Linked DNA regions of Danio rerio: region 1 is linked to region 2. Evidence: chromatin contacts called from public HiCAR-type data. All regions are on one chromosome and are shown on one strand. The core of a region is the stretch at or near the end of the contact, and the rest is flanking DNA. Distances in the headings are between cores, read along the strand shown. Region 1 overlaps uvrag (UV radiation resistance associated gene). Region 2 overlaps si:dkey-250d21.1.

Evidence for each region. HiCAR-type assays count read pairs that join an accessible place to other places.
Region 1: a HiCAR-type map of caudal fin shows a contact between it and region 2, with 14 times the contacts expected there. The contact joins two enhancer-like sites. A contact is called at or near these places in 7 of 18 Hi-C or Micro-C datasets (caudal fin, embryo, fibroblasts and 2 more) and 1 of 4 datasets of contacts at active chromatin or transcription factors (caudal fin).

What each region holds. Positions count from the first base shown.
Region 1 is chr10:37,447,053-37,452,835 of GRCz12tu, reverse strand. The region is part of intron 6 of uvrag (UV radiation resistance associated gene); the gene reads left to right. Among named protein-coding and RNA genes, the nearest start is that of uvrag, 44 kb to the left of the region's middle. Within about 2 kb of position 3,000, at least 6 of the 62 cell types and tissues checked have an H3K27ac peak or open chromatin away from gene starts, as enhancers often do.
Region 2 is chr10:37,081,273-37,087,798 of GRCz12tu, reverse strand. si:dkey-250d21.1 reads right to left here. Exons shown (of 14, transcript XM_002663575.8): 14 at 5,946-6,526. It also overlaps a transcript of lhfpl6 not described here. Among named protein-coding and RNA genes, the nearest start is that of wnt11, 18 kb to the left of the region's middle. Within about 2 kb of position 5,153, at least 9 of the 62 cell types and tissues checked have an H3K27ac peak or open chromatin away from gene starts, as enhancers often do.

The sequences.
Region 1 (5,783 bases), core at 1,751-4,250, 370 kb before region 2:
TAAAAAACAGCAAATCTGCAGCTTACATCTAGACCTCCTGTAGCTGCCTTTTCCAGAAAGATTTTCCCCGTTTGGTCCAGTTACAGAATACATGAATAAATGAATGCTTTTTGGCTCACATTAAGAAATTATATTTTTTCGTTGATTAATCAGCATGCTTGGGATTTGTCACACAATATGTAAAATTTGAAAAAACGATGAAAAAATACTCTTTTTATTTATTTATTTTTAAATTTTTTTTAATCAAGATTAACATATGGAAATGTTTATATTTGACAATAACTAGCATAAATGTTTGTTTTTGAAAATAAATTACTATGAATCACTGTAATTTGAAAGTGCCCATGTTAACAATATCATTATGGCCAGTAGTGCACAAATGGATCAGCCAGTGGAAAAAATACATTCATTGGCTGGTAATTAAATATTTTTATTTATTAATAATGCTGATACAGATGTTGCAGACCTCACTCTGGAGGTCTTTAAACTGAATAAAAAACAGAGAGAAACAGAGAGTTGGTCTTAAGCTGTGCTGTCCTCTTTGTTGACTTTAATCACACATGGCATTAAAAGCCATGACATCTCAGATATGACATGTATAGAAAGATGTATAATATATACAAATATATGTGTCAAATGCAGGATCATCAAACAATAACAGTATCACATGCTAACAGCAGATTATCATTTAAAAATCAATTAACAAACCAGAACCAGAAACAAGAATAGTTTAGTTTTTGTTTGTTTTAATTAAGTAGTTTGAACAAACAATATGCTGTATATTAATATCTTTTTCTTCCAATCCCAACACACAAGAATGCCACAGAGTTTGTGCTTCTTATTATGTTGTTTTTCAACTATTGTTTAAGACATCTCTTAGTTCTATTTCCATTCAGTGTCAAAAACACTTATATATGTATTTTAAGTATTCACTTGAGCATCATCTCTGTTCTCAGTGTCTGCTATGCTTTGTTTAAGAATCCAATCCCTCTTAACCCCACCTTTTTGTGAGCCTACTAAACTCTGTTTGGTCAGTTGGCCCAGTCTGTTTTGTAAGCGGGCCACTTATAGTGAGTTGGAAAATAAATGGTCTTTACCATATCAGAGCTTCTCCAGACACCTCATCGGTACTTGATATGAACCGTAACAATGACGTCGGTTTTACTGTATCAAGTCAAGCCAATGCCCTAATCCTGCTGGCCTCTTCTTTCTTTCGAGAGACAGTAACTCTGTAATATTTATTGTTCAACTTAAGCCTTGCAAATATGACAAACCAATATGCCAGGATGCATTCAACGATTTCAAGATGAGTTTTTTTGGGGGGTTATGGCTATAACAATGCATTGAACATAGATTACAATATGCAGACACGAGAATATGCAATGAAATATTAATACAAATACAATAGTCAAAATGAAAGAAAGAAACTAAAAGAAAAAGGTCATCATACTAATCATACTAATAGCTTAAGATTCATGTATAAACCTAGTGTATTTTGCTTAGCTATTTTTCAATCCAAGTAACAAATCAAATATAATGTTTCATAACAAAAGATTTGGTCAAGATGAAACTAGGGCTGGGCCAATAAACATATTTTATCGAAGAGCGATAAAATTTATGTCAATACCAATGATAAACAATGATTTTGTTTACTCTTTATTGATCTAAAAGCCATTCACACAGTAGAAACGTGTAACAATGGGAATCTTAAAAGTGTGTTTTTTTTTTTTTTTTTGGTCACCGAAAATTTATCATCTGAATATGTAATGCCATTTAATGGACCCTCTAATTTTTGTGGCTTCAGTCATTGTTGCGGTATTCTTTTAAATCTGGAAGTATTAACAACTTATATTGAGATATACAGTTCAAGTCAGAATTATTAACCCCCCCTGAATTATTAGCGCCCCTGTTTATTTTTTTTCCCCAATTTCTGTTCTGGGAAGATTGTTTCAGCACATTTCTAAGCATAATAGTTTTAAAAAATTATTTCAACTGATTAAATTTATCTTTTCCATAATGACAGTAAATAATATTTTCATTCATTCATTCATTAATTTTCTTGTCGGCTTAGTCCCTTTATTAATCCGGGGTCGCCACAGCGGAATGAACCGCCAACTTATCCAGCAAGTTTTTATGCAGTGGATGCCCTTCCAGCCGCAACCCATCTCTGGGAAATATTTACACACACATTCACATTCACACTCATACACTACGGACAATTTAGCCTACCCAATTCACCTGTACCACATGTCTTTGGACTGTGGGGGAAACCGGAGCACCCGGAGGAAACCTATGCGAAGGCAGGGAGAACATGCAAACTCCACACAGAAACGCCAACTGAGCCGAGGTTCGAACCAGCGACCCACCGACCTTCTTGTGGTGAGGCGACAGCACTACCTACTGTGCCACTGCCTCGCCCCGTAAATAATAATATACTAGATATTTTTCAGCTAACCCTAACCCTAACTTTTACAGTTACAGTTTTAACTGTAGATCTCCACCACTGCATTAGACTATTTATGTAAGCACTGCTATTTTGCTTTTAACCACTTTTTAAGTACTCTAATCGATAGTATTTTCCAATTTTACCTGATAAATTCATGCTTATTGTCATTCTTTTGACTTGACACATTGACAGAACAAATCAACTCAACTACAGAGTTACAACTAAAGTACAAATCTATTCACATTTCAGACAGAACCCCTTCTTTCTAATTGGAGACAATAACTCTACTTATCATCCACCTTGATCTTTGCTTTTTAAAAACAGCTACGCCAAAAATGTATTTTTAAATGCGACTCTTATTGAGCAGAAATGATCACGGATGATGTAAGGGCGAAGTGTGCAAAGGGATCGTTCGTACTTGGCAAACACCAGGCAGGAATGTCAGAGCTCAAAATATTTCCATTGAGCACAATCTTATCAGCTCCTCTAGTGCTGGAGACAATGGCGATCTCTGAGGTGTGTGGAGACGGAGGCGTGTGTTGACATTCTCCTGCTCTCAGCAGCAGGTACGGGTTCACTGTCCATTACAGGCCTGTTTGTTTGCTTTTCCGTTCAGGCTCACATCCCTACCAGTTGTTTGTGCTCTGGATTTTTTCCGTATCGTGTCACTTGCTCATTGTGCAGCAAAACACTTTTTGTTTCTTTTCTTCTTTTTTTGTTGATAGATGTAGGTGAACTGATGTGGTGTGTTTTTTTGTGAGCACCACCCAATATATATACGTATATACATATGTATATATGTATATATACATATGTATGTATATATATATATATATATATATATATATATATATATATATATATATATATATATATATATATATATATATATATATATATATATATATAATGTATGTTTGTATGTATATAAATATATATATATATATATATGTGTATATATGTGTGTATATGTGACAGTAATTGTTTTATACTGAAACTTGCCTTAAAAATGCGCTTCCTTGGTCTCCTTATCCATATTTCTTTGCATGTTGAACACACGTCGACCACAACAGGAAATAAAAAAACTGCAGCTGCGTTAATCGCATGCGTTAACACACTAATTTTGACAGCACTAATATATATATATATATATATATATATATATATATATATATATATATATATATATATATATATATATATATATATCTATATCTATATCTATATCTATATATATATATATATATATATATATATATATATATATATATATATATGTGTGTATATATATGTGTGTTTTGTGTTGTAAATTTAATTTAATTTTTTTATTTATTTTAATTTTTTTTTTGAGCAAGATGTTAATGGTCCAATCCGATTCAGTGATCTATGCTAAACTAAGCTCAAAGTATACCGCCAGACCCGGAGATCGGCTAAATGGATTAAAAAATGGTAAAACTCAACTGTGTAACTCTGGGTGACTTGTAAAATGATCCTATTTCTTGAGAAGAGATATTGTTCCTTCAAATATTTAAACTAATGATTCAATAATGATTATAAAATAATCAGCAGAGCAAAGACTTTTTTTTAACAAATAGGTTTTTTTTTTTCCAAGTTCCTTTCACTCTGCATTTTAGAAAATAGCAACTTTTCTTTTCCCGTTGGTCTTAGTGCACAATGTAACTACAGAAAAGTCAAGCTTTAAATAGGAAAAAGTATCAAAATAACATTTTTTTAGCATTGAGATGCTAATGGTCTAATCCCATTCAATGATTTATGCTAAGCTAAAAGTGCTTCTGCCAGACCCCGAGATCGGCTGAATGGATTACAAAATGGTAAAACTCAACTGTCTAACTCTGGTTGACTTGAAAAATGAGCCTATTTCCAAAAGAGTGGAGTGTTTCTTTACATAATAAACAAATAATCCAAAATAATGAGCAGAATTGCTTGCTCTCTGGATTTTTTCGTGTCACATAACTTTCTCACTTTGTATTTTAGTTTCTTTTTTGTGAAGGATATTTGGATGCAGGTGAACAGATGTGCTGTATTTTTGTGAGCACCACCCAATATATCGCATTTTTAGCGTGTGTTATCTCTGATTTATGTACTGTGATTGTAATTATTAGCCTGTGGTGAAAAGTGTATCAATCAGTGACACAGGTATAATCATACCAGTGCAGTGCTTTTTGGCAGGTTGATTGTAAAGTTACTTTCGACTTTTAAGTAATTTAGACATGATATGTTAGCAGATCTTTGGCTTTTTGACTGTGTGTGACCTGTGTCTCCAGGAGGGGAAAGAGGATGTGTAGGAATGGCAAAAACAACAGAGGACTGGCTGTCACCTGATATGAGGGCATTTATCAGCATTTGTGCAAACAGAAAAAGAGACAGAAAACATTTTTCATCCCTTAGTTTTGCAGATACCAGCGAGACAGACTGTATTTCATTTCCTTTCTTTGTCTTTACACACACACTCATAGACACACAACGGGATCCATGGAATGTTCCGTAGAAGCAGCTGCTTAAAGGGACAGTTTACCTAAAACTGAAAATGCTGTCATCATTTAGTCACTCGTCACTTTTTTTTTTTTACTATTAATGTTAATGGTTACAGTTTTTTTTTTTTTTTTTTTTTTGCATTCTTCAAACTATCGTTTTTTGTTTTTCAGCAGAATGTAGAAACACATAAAATGGATAAATAGTGAGTAAATGAGTAAATTTTCATTTTTGGGTAAACTATTAAAAAACAGGTGAAAGAATGAGATGTATTTAATTTAATTTAATTTAATTTTTAAAATAATTAATTTAATAAACTCAATAAAATAAAATGGAATTAAATTAATTAAAAAAGCATATTTAAATAAAATAAAATTTAATTTAATTTAGTTTAGTTTAGTTTAGTTTATTGAATTTATAAAATTTGTAAAAAATAGTTTAATTAAATTTTAAATAAAACAATAATTTTATTTTGTTTTGATTTTTGTCTTTTTGTTTTGTGTTTTTGTTTTGTTTTATTATTATTTTATAATTTTTATTTTATTCATATTTTGTACTTTTTTCATTTGAGCAATTAAGTTAGATAAGTTAACTCTTAATTACGGTTGGATGATGATGCCATCGCCCATCGCGATGTTTCACATTAGACATCATATGATACTAAATTGGTCGACATCGTCCAAACCTACTATTAATATACTGGTTTATGTTGTGCTTTCTGAAATAACATTCTTATGTATTAACAAAAATGTAATGTAAAAATGTTAAAATTAATAGGATAATTGGTTATTTTTTTCCAATATCAAATTCACAATTTTATTTCATAAATGTAAAAAATATCATT
Region 2 (6,526 bases), core at 3,904-6,403:
AGTTTTTTGGGGGACAGCGTAATTTTTTTATGTTCTATCCACTTACAAATGTAAAAACTGAATTAACTTAATTCCTATTATTTATTCATTAATAATTAAATATTAATTATTTAATTCAGTTTATGTGGAACCCGGCATATTTTACAGTGAGTAGCCATTGATTTGCACTTCATAAATGTACCAAGGACCAAAGTTTTAGGTAAAAATCTTATTTATTACAACTGAAGAAAAATATTTACTGGTAGTCTTGGATGGCCAAAAGGATTTAAACAGCAAATACTGGTTTTTGGGTAAATCATGCAATCTGTGTTGAGATGCATCTAATAACTATTATGGATCCAAGACTTTGTTTCAAGTGAGAAAAGTCAACAGCGATTTGAGAGCACTATTTACAGCACATACAGTCAAGCCCGAAATTATTCAGACCCCTGGCAAATTCAGACTTAAAGTTTTTGTTCAAATGTAAATAAAAGCTGAGAATTTTTCCCCCACAATGATGCCTCTTGTACACCGTCTTATTTTCTTTTTGGGGGGAGCGGCATGTGTCATTTTTTTGTTTGATGGTGGAATAAAAGCAACTTCAAATCAGAATGGATATGAATTATTTTGTGCTTGACTGTAGTTAAGCTAAACATTTACAAACTCCCAGAATACAGTATATTTCCCAGGCACAAATATTGCAATCATATAAAAAAATATAATTTGCCAAGTGGAAACAAAGATTATGATCTGTAGTACCACAACAAACTGCTGAGTCCACGTTAACACATTGTGTTGTTTGCTTTGTAATTGATAAAAATGTTTGGTCCCAGAACTTAACAACCAGATAGCACATTCACAGGAAATGTTTTAGGTTCATATTAAGAAATATTATGATCAGAATGGCATGAACACCTTAATACATGTGAACATAACCAAAAATACTTAAAGGTTTAGATATAATTTACTCATCTTTAACTTGTTCCAAACCAGACTTTTTTTTCTGTTGATCCTGAAATAAGATATTTTGAGAATTGCTGTAAACCTCTGATCATTAATAAGCACAGTATAACAAACACATTCTGCAGAATGTAATTGTTACCAGTTTCCAACACTCTTTATAATACATTGTTTTGTGTTTAACAGAAAAAAATACAACTTAAACTGGTTTGGAACAACTCTAGGGTGAGTAAACAATAGCATTTTGTGGTAGCGTGTGTGTGTACTATTGCTTTAAATACAGAAATAACTGACTAATGCATTCTGCTGTTGTGTGAACATGGCCTGTTATAACAGGCTCTCACCTGACTTGCAGATTTGTACTGTATATCTCCCCTTCTGAAGATTTAGGGAATTTGAGCGAAATGAAAGAATGGAGTTAGCTGTCTGGGTGGTAAGGGCACAGACTTGGCAAAAGCTTTGGGTCTAGATGAACACTGATCTACTAAGGCGGTGGAGATTAACAGGGCAGAAAGAGGTAACAAGTAGAACAATAGATAAACTGTACGGACACATCTGTTTTTGATCAATAGCCTGCAGTAGGATTAAAGCAAAAAAGAAACCAGAGTACCAGGCTCGGTTATAAGTAGTAAGTACTATAGCCACTCCAATCTGAAAGCAGAGTAGTTGGGAGAAAAGGGAGCCAAAGTGGTAACCTAATCACTCCAAATCAGGAGAGAGGTAATCCTACTTGCCCTCCACTCTTACAGCGGGGCATTATTCATATCGACAGGCACTCTCAGACAACCTCAAAATCTCATAGGCAAATGAATCAGTGACACACACATTCTTAATACTCTTGATTTAGAAAGCCAAAAAGCACACAGTTATTTCAAGAATCCTAATAGGCATACTAATCTGTCAAAGATATGCCCATTTTACCTCCAACATACTCTGGGGGAGAAAGCCGAAACACTAAAACTCCTTAAAAACTCACAGGTTAATCCTTGGTATTAAATACATGAAAGATCTAATGTTAAGGTCTCGATTTACATGCAAAGTGCATGGAAAAAAATACAAAGAAAAATTCCAAGTGTTTCCGGATCTGACCGGCATATTTGACATCGGAATAACTCGAACCAAATGCGTTATTTGTTGGTGGTTCTGAGATTTTGACTAGGGATTGCTGCCGCGGAAACCTTGAAATAAAATCCTGTTAAGCCTTCTGCCTCCCTCTCAGGAGTATAGTTAAAACCATGCTGTGCATGGACATGATTATGCACCGCCACAGGTCCTACGGCATGGCCCAGCATTGACTTCCAGCAGGAAACAAGCTCAGGAGTTCAATTAGGGCAATTCTTGGTTTGGCCAGGAGATTAGCAAATGATGTAATACAATGAAACAGTGAGTGAGGAAATATATAACATCATTTTTAATCAGTCATCTGATTATAAGATAATCTTATAACAACAAAAAATAGAATTAAGAGATTTGAGGTGGCTTTGTACACCCAGGTTGCAGGCATAGTTCACTCAAAATGATTGTGGTTCTAAACTTTTAGAATTTTTTTTTTTTTTATGTTGAAAAAAGGACTTTAATTTAACAATGCTGGAAACCAGCAGCCATTGACATCCATAATAAGAACAAAAAAATATTATGCAAGTCAATGGCTGCTGCTTTCCAACATTCTTTAAAACAAATTAATTTGTGTTCAACAGAAATGTAAAACATGTAAATGTATTCAGTTTTCATGTTTGGCATGAACCATACCTTTTACTGTGTCTATTAAAATTAGAACACATCATGCTACAAAAGAACCTCTCTTCTGAACCTCATTAGCATCATAGCATACTGTTATTGCTAATGAGTAAATGCAAAATATCGACTATGAAAATTAAATTTCACTTCAGAAGTGCTTTTATCTCTTGGTTTGCCGCTGGATCCCTCCTCACATATTGAGTAGACGCCAATGGGGCCTTAGTTTGCTGGACATTATTTGACTTTCAACAGCGCACATACATGGAGCTCGGTTAAAAGCTGTTAAGTCCTGGAATATAGCTTTTGATATGGTCAAATCTTTTGTTTCTAATTTCTAATGGACAGCTTTTCTGTTTTTAAGTACTTTATGTATATCTCATGATGTAATAGATATTTATTTGTACTTTAACTTCTACTCTTTATTTGGTTTGACTTTTTGTTTTCTTTTATTTCTTACAGCAATCTTTTAATTTCTGTTATTATAGAATATATGTCTACCTGGGTGGGGATTCGGGGTTGTTTAACAATAAAGTCAGCCATATGCTGTATTCTTTCTATATTAAACAAAAACTGAAATAATCAAAACAATTAGTCACAAAAAGAAGTGCTTTTTCCCCAGTGTTATTATTGCATATGGAGGAGCATATATTTGAATTAAAAGCTGATGTGGGAGAGTCTTGGAAAACTTGAAGAGTGGAGAACTCAGACATAATCCTGTCTGCAAACAGCGCTGGCCAGCCGACAGAGGAGACGGATCCGTTTGCTCTGTGGATCAGCATGGGGAACACGAAGAGATAGCTCTTTCACACCAAGCTGAGCAGACACAATCAGACTCTTGTTCAGAGAGAAGGCAGAGGGCAGCTCTGTATCGGCCTACAGACAGAGCATACATGAGCCCTCTTCAGTGTGATCAGAGCAGAGGATGCTCCAGATGAACACACCAAGCGAAACAACGTTCAGACTGAGTGCTTTTGGACATGAGAGAGAGAGAGGAAATGCACTATTCTCAGATAGCGGATCGCAAGAAAATAAAGTATCTCAGTATTTCAGCTGCTGTTAATGGCTCCTGAGGTATTAAGGCTCCTGTTATTAGCCTGGAAAAGGCTTACAAAACAATGTGTGTGTGTGTATATATATGTATGTATATATATATATATATATATATATATATATATATATATATATATATATATATATATATATATACATATATATATATATACGTGTATATATATATATATATATATATATACATATATATATATATATACATATATATATATATATACATATATATATATATATGTATATATATATATATATATATATACATATATATATATATATACATATATATATATATACATATATATATATATATATATACATATATATATATATATATATATATATATATATATATATACATATATATATATATACATATATATATATATATACATATATATATATATATATATATATATATATATATATATATATATATATATATATATACATATATATATATATATATATATAAGTGATCTTTGTGTAATATGTTCATTGTAAACTGTTTAAGTTGGACTTACATGGCCTTTTTAAGTTAAAGAAAAAAATGAACAATAATAGTACTGTATTTATAAAGAGCAGGTTGCAACTGATTTGCTAGCTATTTAAGTCGGATATGTCTTCCGATCTACAGTAAAGTAGCTAAAAGTAACAAAAATAGAAACTCACCTGACACTGAGTGTTGCAACTTTTTTTCTTCATTTGAATTTAAGGGGGGGCTAAAGATGAGAAAAATGAGTTAAATATTTAAATACTGTATATAACATTGTGCACAATGAGTATAACAAAACATTCACAACAATCTGGCCAGAAGATCACACAGATGATAATTTATTTCTTGTGGAAAATAGGGAGAAAATCAAAACCACCATGGTATGCAAAATGCATTTGTCGATGAAAGACGGACAAGGACTTGGCTTGTCAGGGCATTATCCAATGCCGCATCAAAAAATCCTTTGGGAAGCAATTGTTTTTGGGATAGACATGTGTTGCGCTATTGTCTAACCACTCTTTACCAATTAACAACAGAAAAGGATAAGAGTATGAATGCATTTGAACAAAATGGTTTGATTAAGAGTTGATTCTTTAAAAAAAAAAAAAAACGACATATTTGTCTTGGAGTAAACTTAGGCCCTTGGCGGAAACTTGAAAGTCCTACTCTATGGCGAAAAGAAATAAAAATCAAGTATCTTGCATTCTTAAAGAAATAGTCTTCATTGATTTCAGACCACTACTCTACTACTTTCTTTGGACGGCAAGTCATAGTCATCTTGACTCTGTCATCCTGCCACAATAAAGTGATAAACAAGGGCTTGATTGATTTGTAGTTGCAATTACTGTGACGTTGTCTGTTAATAGCTTTATGTTCCTGGCTTTTCAACCACATCTACTGCCGCTCTCACAAGATATGACCCTAAAAGGTCAAAAGCTCTAGTCCCCAAGGGTGAATCATAGGTCCAAGGTTACATGGAAATGAGAGACTGATTGCTTCTCAACGACATTTCAAATTCTACTCCTGAAAACAATATTCTGTGATGGATCTGCAGTCCATGAACCAAGGGGTTAAAGAATGACTGCAAATCATCAACAGGCTACAGGGGGCCAAAGCTACTTTTTGAAAAGCCTAAACTCTTTTTTTAAAAAGCATTATAAAGTGGAGACATTAATCATTAACTACGTTGACTTAGTGGGAGAGTAGAGGAAACCGGCAGGAAGTAGTGAACAGAAACAAGATTTTTCTTAGTTTAAAGAAAGAAAAAATGGCAAAGGATAAATCAGTACGCATTAAAGAACTAAAATCTACCTAAGTAAGGTACTAAATAAATAAGGACAATGACATGAGATGTTAGACAACAACCACAAAATTGTTAAATATTATACCATTAACAATGGAGTGAGTGGCTATTATTAAATAAAACAATAATGAACCTGCCAGCATTACATTCATGGCATTGGAGAAAATGAAACAAAATCTAATCAATCACTAATTAATAAATTTCAAAGACATTTTTCTTGATTTATAGTGACTAAATGAATCTTCTTGTTAAATTAGTGGAGGTAAAAATCCTAGTGCAAAAATGGATGAACCATTACTTACTAACAAGTACTCCCAAAACTGGGAAAGGCATACACTGCCATCTTGTGAACACCCTTAAACATTACAGCGTCAGACAAAAACTTTAAAATAAATGCATGGCTTATTTTCAACAATTTTGTTTATTTTAGTCAAATATATATGAATGCTTCCTTCATGAGGAGGGCTTATGGGAGAAATGTTTACAGAAAAATCCATTGATCTAAATAAAACTGCAAACAAATCAACCATTGTAACACATAATGATACAGAGACAGACTCGTTTTTTGTTTGTGCCATGGGATGACATTGTGACAATATAACACAACCAGCGTAATTCATTGTGATGAACTTCCCCCCCAATGCATTTTAGAGGATTTACGTGATTTGAAGTCTTTAAAAGTTCCTGAAGATATTCGGAAATTTCCAAAAAGTCTGGGGTGAAAATGTCCATCCAGACTTTTTGTCTCTTGATTTAAAGACTTATGTAGGGTTTTTGCATAAAGGCACAAAGCAGTAAGAGCCCACAAGGGCATCCTATTCTCTCTCTTTCTTTCTTTTTTTTTTTTTTTTTTGGCAAGACATTGGTCCCAATTGGCAGTCCTCTTTTTTCATGCCACATATGTAAAAGGAAAAACAGATAATAATAAAAAAAGACAAAACACCAATAAAACAATCATGTGATTATACTTAAAGTGTACAGGT